2 separate regions of the Mus musculus genome follow, and region 2 is linked to region 1. The links are chromatin contacts, called in public promoter capture Hi-C maps. All regions are on one chromosome and are shown on one strand. The core of a region is the stretch at or near the end of the contact, and the rest is flanking DNA. Distances in the headings are between cores, read along the strand shown.

What was found. Promoter capture Hi-C pulls out the DNA fragments that hold promoters and counts their contacts.
Region 2: a contact with region 1 is called in a promoter capture Hi-C map of stem cell-derived epiblast-like cells, with 4 times the contacts expected there. The contact joins the promoter of Rnase12 here to the enhancer-like site in region 1. A contact is called at or near these places in 13 of 39 promoter capture datasets (the 3T3-L1 cell line, 3T3-L1-derived adipocytes, the HPC-7 cell line and 9 more), 1 of 15 datasets of contacts at CTCF or cohesin (embryonic stem cells) and 5 of 115 datasets of contacts at active chromatin or transcription factors (embryonic stem cells, forebrain and stem cell-derived neural progenitor cells).

What each region holds. Positions count from the first base shown.
Region 1 is chr14:49,827,689-49,832,352 of GRCm38.p6, forward strand. No RefSeq gene overlaps it. Among named protein-coding and RNA genes, the nearest start is that of Armh4, 47 kb to the left of the region's middle. Within about 2 kb of position 1,958, at least 32 of the 459 cell types and tissues checked have an H3K27ac peak or open chromatin away from gene starts, as enhancers often do. A contact at or near this core is called in embryonic stem cells and stem cell-derived epiblast-like cells, where this site is marked.
Region 2 is chr14:51,054,842-51,059,505 of GRCm38.p6, forward strand. It overlaps Rnase12 (ribonuclease, RNase A family, 12 (non-active)), which reads right to left and starts at 2,401. Exons shown (of 1, transcript NM_001011875.2): 1 at 1,857-2,401. The coding sequence starts at 2,379. The coding sequence ends at 1,942. Gm52088 (a long non-coding RNA gene) reads left to right here and starts at 4,330. Exons shown (of 3, transcript XR_003950909.1): 1 at 4,330-4,357. It also overlaps a transcript of Rnase11 not described here.

The DNA.
Region 1 (4,664 bases), core at 708-3,207:
GTTGAGTATGTAGGCAATTCTTTTTCTTTTTCAAAAGATTTATTTATATTCTCACTTGTTGTATGGATTTCATACTACCACTGTTTAATTTATTTCATTTTCCATTTCTTAGAATTATTTATTTTATGACTATGAGTATACTGTGCTGTCTTTAGACATACCAGAAGAGGATATTGGATCCCATTAAAGATGGTTGTGAGCCACCATGTGGTTGCTAGGAATTGAACTCCAGACCTGTTGGTGCTCTTAACCACTGAGCCATCTCTTCAGTACCTCATTTTACTTTTTAAAAGACAAGGTCTTACTCTGAAGCCAAGACTGCTTGGAACATATTATATTGCATATTATACTATACAACTATTTTATACTATACTATTGTAACTCATGCTCGAATTGAACTTGTGATGGTCCTCCTGTATCAACCTGCAAATTCTGATATTATAGGCATGAGCTACCACTCTTGGATCATACTACCTATTAATGTTTAAATTCGTATGTTATTCCCTATAAAAAGATCTGAGAAAGATGTGATTCACCTATCTAGATTTGGAAACATTAAATTTGTTCAGATTTTAATAGGTGCTGCCTATGTTTACTAGTGTATTTCTGCAGCCAAACTGCCTCTTTGTACACTGACAAATGTATCCTATTTTCTTTCCTTTTAAAAAGATTTATTTATTATTTGTAAGTACACTGTAGCCCCTGTATTCCATCTTCTATTCCAGAAAAATGTATTCCATGGAAATATTTCCTATGAAAATGGTATGAAAAGTCTAATTTGCTTCATTGTGTTAAGTTACTAAGGACAAATATTGATCTCCATCACACACACACACACACACACACACACACACACACACACACACAGAGTCTGTACATTCCAAATGAATCTTCTCTCCTAGACAGCTACAGTTAGCTTATGTTGTCTCAACTGACATCTTTACATCTTGCACAGGAGCAGGCTCAGCTCTTCCTAGTCGTGTGTGCACAATGGCCTGTCAGTGCCAGGTGCTGTGTAAAATGATGACTAAGTTCTTGTCTTTATGGTAATCATGTGTTTTCTGTCTCTTGCTGTTTGCGTGCTGTTTATGAGTCTAGTGCTCGTTTAAACCCCAAATTGAATATTTAAAACAGTGTCAATGAGGTGATGGCCCCCAATCACATCCTTCTACAATTTGCTTTGTTTTTGTGTACACCACTGGCACAAATTCTGTTTCCAAGAAGTGAAGGCTCAAAAGTATAACATATAAAATGTATCACCACAAAGTAGTATGTATCTCTCATTTTGAATAGGCTGACTCCTTTTACAGTTTCAAGAGAAAATCCACAGTAGTCAGCAGTTTTTGCAAAATCAATAATCAGCCTAGCCAATCTTTAGTTCATCTTTTCCATGGATGTGGAGTTTTATACACAGGTTTTACTCATCTACCTAAATCAAATATTCTTTACAGTAACTATTGTTGCTGAAATAACATATTTTATTCCAGATTGTGGGGCAATGGGCTACGTGCGTGCAGACAGCCTGGTTTCCAGCCCAGGCTAGATCTTGAACCCTGGGAACTGGTAGTGATAATTCACTTACATGGGATGGAAGGAGTTCTCTCATGTCTCCTGGATCCTGGCTCCTGTCGGAGTTCCCGCCCCCACAACCCCCACAGGAGAGGCGTGGCTATCAGCCACTTAGGAACGGCACTAAGCCCTCTCACATGCAAATAAGGTTTTCCCCAAACTCTCAGCCCAAGCCAATGAGAGGAGCTTGTTGTCAAACTCTAAATCACAGCCAGAACTGTATATAGGAGAGCCATGCAGGCAATGAAAGAAATTCGAGAACTATTCCTTTGTCTGACCCTTTTGTTCCAAGAGCTGTAACACTTGGGAAGAGATCTTCTCTCCCTAAGAGCCCTTCTGAGTTCCGCAGCATTCCTTCCTGGATTGTTGGCTTTTCAACGACCCAGGCTCGGAGTTACCTAGCGACCCGGAAGGCGTGGCAGAGGGTACATCTGTCTCCCTCCTGCACTCACTTCCCTTGCTAGGGCATTCCCACCCGGCCTGGATAGAGGTCTCCGTGGGAAACTTCTGGTACCTAGGCCCACACCAGGTAGCTCAAAACTCATACACATAAGGCTAGTTCAGCTTCTGTGATTGAAGTAGGTTATTTGTCTTGGCTCCAACCTTTTATTTTCTCATTAACCTAGGTTTAAGATTTATTTATCATGCATACAGCATTTTGCCTGCATGTACACCTTCAGGCCAGAAGAGGGCACCAGATTTCATTATAGATGGTTATGAGCCACCACGTGGTTGCTGGAAATTAAACTCAAGGACCTCTGGAAGAACAGACAGTGCTCTTAACATCTGAGCCATTTCTACAGCCCATTAATACAGCTTCAAATTAAATACTAAAGTGTTAAGGCTAGTTTTCAGGAAAATTTAAATAATATTTTCTATTAGACATTTTTGAAATTTAACGTTTTCAATAATATGGTGTGGATAAATATGGGGAGTTTCAAAATATGTTTATTTGTATTCAGAAGAGAGAAATAAAGTAAACAGAGAATTTTAAAGAAGCAACATCAAGGAATATCCCTTGATTTTTATATTTGTTTAGCTTGTGTGTGTGTGTGTGTGTGTGTGTGCTGCGTTTGGCATGCATGTGTCATGGTACCATGTAAAAGTCAATGGACAACTTTAGAAGTTATTTTCTGCTTCCATCATGTGGGACCCAGTGACCAAACTTAGGTCGACAGATAATTTTACTCACTGAATCATCTCACAGAACTATGAGGTTTTACTTAATTTTAAAAGATACCTCAAATAACATGTTTTAGAGTATTTGGTATTTCAGAAATTGAAAATGGAATTCTAATGAAAAACAAACCTCTTATTCAGCTTTCTGTGTCTCCTTCAATGAGATATAATATGAAAAAATTTAAAAGGTATCAAATTTCATCTCAGGGTTTGACAGGAAACTTAGTAGGTTTTACCATAGCAAAGGCTAGGTCTTGGGTAAATGAGTTTATAAGCAGGCAGAAAGGCTTCTGAGAAACATATTCTCTACCTTGGCTTTTAGGACAAAATTATGAATGGTTTCCAGAAAAAAAAATTCACAATAGCAACCCGCAGGCTTCTAACACTTTAGAATCAACCAAACCTGCAATCAGTAATAAGCAGCCACAAGTTACCAAGGGGCCAATCCGCTGTAACTGAACGACATCAGAAAAGGCAAGCTAAGTGCTGTAGAGGCTACACTGTCAGACACAAAGCATGAAATAAGCACTTACAGAGAGATGCGGAGAGAAGTCACAAACATGAAATAATAACAGGAGCTTGTAAATATGACCCAGCAGATGACAGGGAGAGTGTTAGGAGAAGAAAGAGAGACACTTAACACTTGGATTAGAGATAATATAGTCAGAAGAAAAGGACAGACCACTTCCAAAGAAACAAGAGGTTGAGAGTGAAGTCCACAGCAGACCACTGGAAACGTAAGCTAGAAAACAGAATACCACCTCAAAGTGTTGAGAAGGGAGTAATGGAGAATTCTCTTCCTGTGCTTTTCAATAATAAAGACAAAGTGCTAAAAGTTGACTTTATCAAATGAACTTCTAGAAGAAGAAGGAGGAAGAGGAAGAAGGAGGAGGAGGAGGAAGGAGGAGAAGGAGAAAGGAAGAGGAGGAGGACAGAGGAGGAGGAGGAAGGAGGATGAGGAGAAAAATGCAATCCTGTCAGGAAGGGCCAAGATTCATAAAGAATTAGGAGGAAATAAATCAATAGACATGTATAGAAAATATAGCCATTTATACTTTATGGAGTAGAGAGAAGACAAAGCTAAATAGTGAACAGCAATAGACATAAACCAAGAGGTACCATAAGGCTGAAAGTGTGGTTTTTTTAAAAAAAATTATTCATTTTTAAAATTTATTTACATTTCAAGTGTTATCCCCTTACCCGGTTTCCCCTTCTCCCGAAAACCCCCTGTCCCCTCCCCCTTCCCCCTGCTTCAATGAGGGTGTTCCTCCACCCACCCACCTACACCTGCCTCCCTGCTCTTGATTCCCCTACACTGGGGAATCTATCAGCCTTCATAGGACCAAGGGCCTCTCCTCCCATTGATGCCCAACAAGGCCATCCTCTGCTACATATGCAGCTGGAGCCATGTGTAATCCTTTGTTGGTGACTTAGTCCCTGGGAGCTCTGGGAGGTCTGATTGGTTGAAATTGTTGTTCTTCCTATGGAGTTATAAACTCCTTCAGCTTCTTCAGTCCTTTCTCTAACTCCTCCATTGGGGACCCTGCACTCAGTGCAATGGTTGGCTGTGAGCATCCGACTCTATTTATAAGGATCTGGCAGGGCCTCTCAGGAGACAGCTATATCAGGCTCCTTTCAGCAAGCATTTCTTAGCATCCACAATAGTGTCAGAGTTTGGTGACTATCTGGGATGAATCCTCAGGTGGGACAGTGTAACCTCCCCCCCCTCAGCCTGAAACCTGACTGAGGTTTCGCTGTTAGCACAAAGAGAGCACCTGGGTTGGAGCCTGCCACCCTATCATTCTGCCACTCCCACTGCTACTGCCTGCTGCCTAGCTGTTCCGGAGCTATCACGAGGTCACCTGAAACTAGACTCCAAGGATGATTTGGCTGGAATGGGCCCCTTCCCCTTCTTC
Region 2 (4,664 bases), core at 1,151-3,650, 1.2 Mb after region 1:
TTGTGAGGAGGAGACCGAAAGTGTATCAGAGCCATAGAGTGAGAGGAGGGACTGCAAAATGGCATCTTCTATGCACAACTTGTCTATGGCAATCGTAAACTTCCAGGAGCTGAGTCCACAGAAGTCAGGCCCTCCAAACAGTCAGCTACGGAGGGAAAAAGGACTCACAGGCCCTACCATTTACTGCTGACCTGGGCAGCCCACAGGTTCAGGCTCCGATAGTCATTTCTAAACTCAGGGTGACACAGAAAGATAAGCTCTGAGTTGAGAAAGAGCAAGTGGTGTGAGGAAATGTAGGGGGGTGAGAAAAGTCGAAGCAGAGAGAGCCTGGGGGTGTTTGATGGAAACACAATGCATACATGTATGAGATTCGCAAACAATAAATTTCAAAAATATATTAAAGGACAAAGTCCCTAAGAGGTAACCCCAGTAGTGTTTTCTTTTAAACAAACAAACAAACAAACAAACAAACAAACAAACAATTGCGGGTTGGAGAGATGGCTCAGAGGTTAAAAGTACTTATGCTTCTTGCAGAGAGCAAGGTTCAGGTTCCAGAACTCACAGAGAGTCTCACGATCCCCCGTGACTGCAGTTTCAGGGTAGCTAGATGCCCCTTCTTACCTCCATGGGTACTACATAAGCGTGACACACACACACAAATAAAACAAATAAAGAAATTCAAGGGGAAGTGGAGACAAAGTGGCACTCCCAGGTAAAAATCTATTAATTGATAGCTGCTGGAAGACGGAAATTCTTTTTTCTTTAATAGAGTGACACCTAGTATAGCAACCATACCTCAAGGCAGGTCTTGTGCTCAGGATAGCTGGCCAACACAAATGGAGCACCATGGTTTGGTTTGGTTTGGTTTTTAAGAGAATGAGAGAACATGAAGCTGATACTTTACATTTATTTTAATTAAAACAGAATTTTGTCTCTTTTCTCCTTCTTCCCTTTCTTCCGGCCCCTCCCATGTCTCTTCCCTCCCCCCCCCCATGTTTGCCCATTCTCAAATCGATATCTCTTTTTCTTTTGTTATTATAAATCTGCATAGTATTACATATTTGCATATATGCAGATTCATTTTTGTTGTTTGTGTCTTCAAGGCTGACCACTTTGCAAATAACTAGGGGCTGGGAGAGGGGTCAGAAGGAAATAGGGCGAAAGGGAATGAATATAATCAAAATACACTGTATGGGGAGAGCACGTGTCATAGGCTTTTAATTCAAGTTCTTAAGAGCAGAGGTGGGCAAATCTCTGTGAGTTCGAGGGCAGCCTAGTTTACAGACTGAGTTCCAGTCTATCTGGAGCTACAAAGTAAGATCCTCTCTTAAACAAACAAAAATCCATAATATACGATTATTGAAGAATAAATAAAATCATACTTCAAAGAAATACATGCCATGTAATCCTTCATGCACAAAATTAACATTTTAAACAGTGTGATCTGTTCCCTTGCTGGCAACATTCATATGTCCTGGCTCATTCCAATCTTGCCCTATAGTGCTGGATCTTTGAGATGTAGATATTTTACACAAAAGGGATTTTTTGCTATCATTTTGATTTTTCAGAATATTGACTAAATGTTGTTTATCTAGGCTAATTATTGGGTTTTGTTTGTGTGGTGCTTGGTTGGTGGCCCCTTGAGCGTCACACCTAACTGACTTTTGTTCTCCAACTGAAATCTGACCTCAGATTCCCATTAATTCCATTGAATGACTCAAAGACAAGGCAAAAAAACTTAAAACACACATGTGGAGCCTGCGATTTAATTCAGCAAAGATGTTTTTATTGATACAGAACCAATGATTGTGTCTCAGCAACACTGGGAGGATTAATCACCTACCCCTTCCATTCACGGCCTTACCCCATACCCACAGTTCAGGTTAACCAGAGCGGCTCGGGGACAGATAAGAAGTCCTCACACTCAGTGCTGATGGCAAGTTATTCCACATATCCCTGGAGATCAACTGGCCCTAAGTCATCACAAGTCACAAGAACAAACCCCTTTATGGGAGAAATTTGGTACCTGCAGGCAGGATATGTGGTGCCATCAATGAGCTGACAAACTGTCATCCTGAATTTTGTCTCACTCTGGAAGCAGAAAAGGTCAGAATCATTTGGGCACGACATCTTCTTGGAGGAAGTGCAAACTCTGTTGATCTTCTGAGGCCTCTCGTGGATGAAGACATGCACCTTTCTGCATCTGTGGTCGGGTTCCCTGATGACCCTCTGGAGAATCATGTAGTTGCAGTACCTCAGAGGAACAGCATTCTGAGGATAGTCCACATGCAATTGTTCTATGGACGTCAGCACAACATCTTCAGTGAGCTCATTCTCCCAGAACAGAAGCAGCAAGAAAACAACCACCATTAGGACCATCAGGGGCAAGATTCCCTTCACATCTCTGGCTTGAACTCCTGGTAAGTAAAGGGAACAGAAAGCACCAGAGGGTCTTGAGAGTCCTCCAGCTTCAACCCAGGACGACCGCCCCCACCCTCCAGGATACATGATCCCTTCCTGCTAATTTAAATCACACTGGTCACCTAAGACCCCATTGCAAGTGCTGCCCAACTAGGAAGCCATTTTTCCTATTACTGACCGGTTTCCTTCCCACCCAGCTCCACACACTGCCCTCGAGACTGTAATCTGTTCCTTCCACTTCCTCTCCCTGCGTGGGTTCAGCTTCCGCTGGCGCTAGCTCCTCTCACCTGCCCTTTTTGCTCTTGTTCTCACAGACAGCATGCCCTTTTAATCATGTATGTGAGAAAATCCTTCCTGTCTCACTGTTCCTAGACCAGAGCTGATAAGGAGATGTTGAATGTGGGGAGGGCAGAGGAGGAAAGAGCAGAAAGGGAGGGGCCCGAGGAACAGTGTGCTTGAGTGCACACTGTTGGAGGAGGAAGAGAGTTGACAGTCGAAGTGAGACATTGGTAAGGCGGGCCCTGCATCGGTTCTCATTAGACACTCATGGGCTCTTTGGAAACATTTAATAGTGATTCCAGCATTTGATTCATTTGGGAATATTTAATGCCACCCCCAGTATTGTCCATTGTCTACGTTTTTAACCAGCCCTCCTCACAAGTCTGTGAACGAGCTATTTTTCTACTTCATTAATAGAGATGTGAGTTGAAGAAAGGTCATGGTAGAGGCATGGAGTAATAAACAGAACAAGAGTTTATTTGTGTCAGTGCCAGACACCTGTCTCAGCATGGCTTATTCCTATATGGAATCTTGGGTTGGGTACAAACAACTCTGTTGACTTAGAATTCATCTACCTAAAGCTCTGGGCTTCTGAAGAGGGTGGCAATAGCTCCCAGGCTCTGCTGAATCTTTGAAACATGAGATGTTAGGACGAACAAAACAAAAACACCCATTGGTTTCCACATGGAGAAAAGTGTGTGGTTCCAGACACTGGGGCAATAGGAGAAACTGTGTCTCCATCCATCTCTGAAACTCTGGTGAACTGATGCAGAGATGAAAACCATCACTTGATTTAGTCTTGTTCAAACATGAACCTTCATTTCAAGTGTGTGAATGAACATATGGTTTTCAGCATGTGCATGTCTAAGTGTGTGCATGTATGGGTTGAGAACAGGTATATATGAGTGTGTATGTGAGGTTGAGTGTGTATATGTGTGAAAATGTGTATGTGGGAGAATGTGTACGAATATGGGTGTTGTATTTATATGTGAGAATGTGTGGTTACATAGATATATGTGTGTGTGTGTGTGTGTGTGTGTGTGTGTGTGTGTGTGTATGCATGTGTGATTGTAAATGTATGTGATGTGTGTGTGAATGTATATATTATATGAGACTGTGTATGAGTGTGTGTTAGTATGTGGATGTAAATGTTTAAGTGTGTGTGTGTGTGTGTAAGAGAGAGAGAGGAGAGAGAAGGCAAGAAAGAGAGAGAGAGAAAGAGAAAGAGAAAGAGTTTGTTTGTAGGGGGAGAAATGTCTGTGTCTAGGTTGGGCCTAGAGACCAAAAACACCGTATGTGCTGACCACTTGCTTAGTCACTGAGCTATACTCGGTCTGTGGTGCTGTTTAAGAAAGACAAGTGTGGTTTGAATGAAAATGGCCCCTATAGACTTTGAATGCTTGGTTTCCCGGTTGGGTGGAACTGTTTGGGAAAGATTAGGTGTGTCACTTGGAGTGGGCTTCAAGGTTTCAAAAGCCCACACCACCCCCAGCTCTTTCTCCCTCTGCCTCTATCATCTCTGTCTTGTGCTTATGGATCAGGTTGTGAGCTCCTAACTACTGCTCCAGCACCATGCCTGCCTGCCTGCCTGCCTGCTGCCATTCTCCCTGCCATGATGGTCATGAACTGAAACTGTAAGCCTGTAACTCTGTCTTCTGTAAGTTGCCTTGGTCCTAGTGCTTAGTGCCTTAGCACTCCTACAGAAACATAACTAAGGCAGTGGGTATGATGGGACCCATTAGCCTTTCTCTTTTTGTATATATTTGTAGATATTTATGTACAACGTCTACATCCTTGCTCTCATGGGTTTAAGTCTGGTGGCTGCAGATCGACAGTGAGAAATAAACACAGTCAATGGTTCTTTAGAAGGCAGGAGCCACAGGTTTTACATAGGACAGACAGAGTGGAGCTCTGGTTTAATAGGTTTCCCCTTCTTCCTGTCTAACAAATCTCAATGTTGTTTA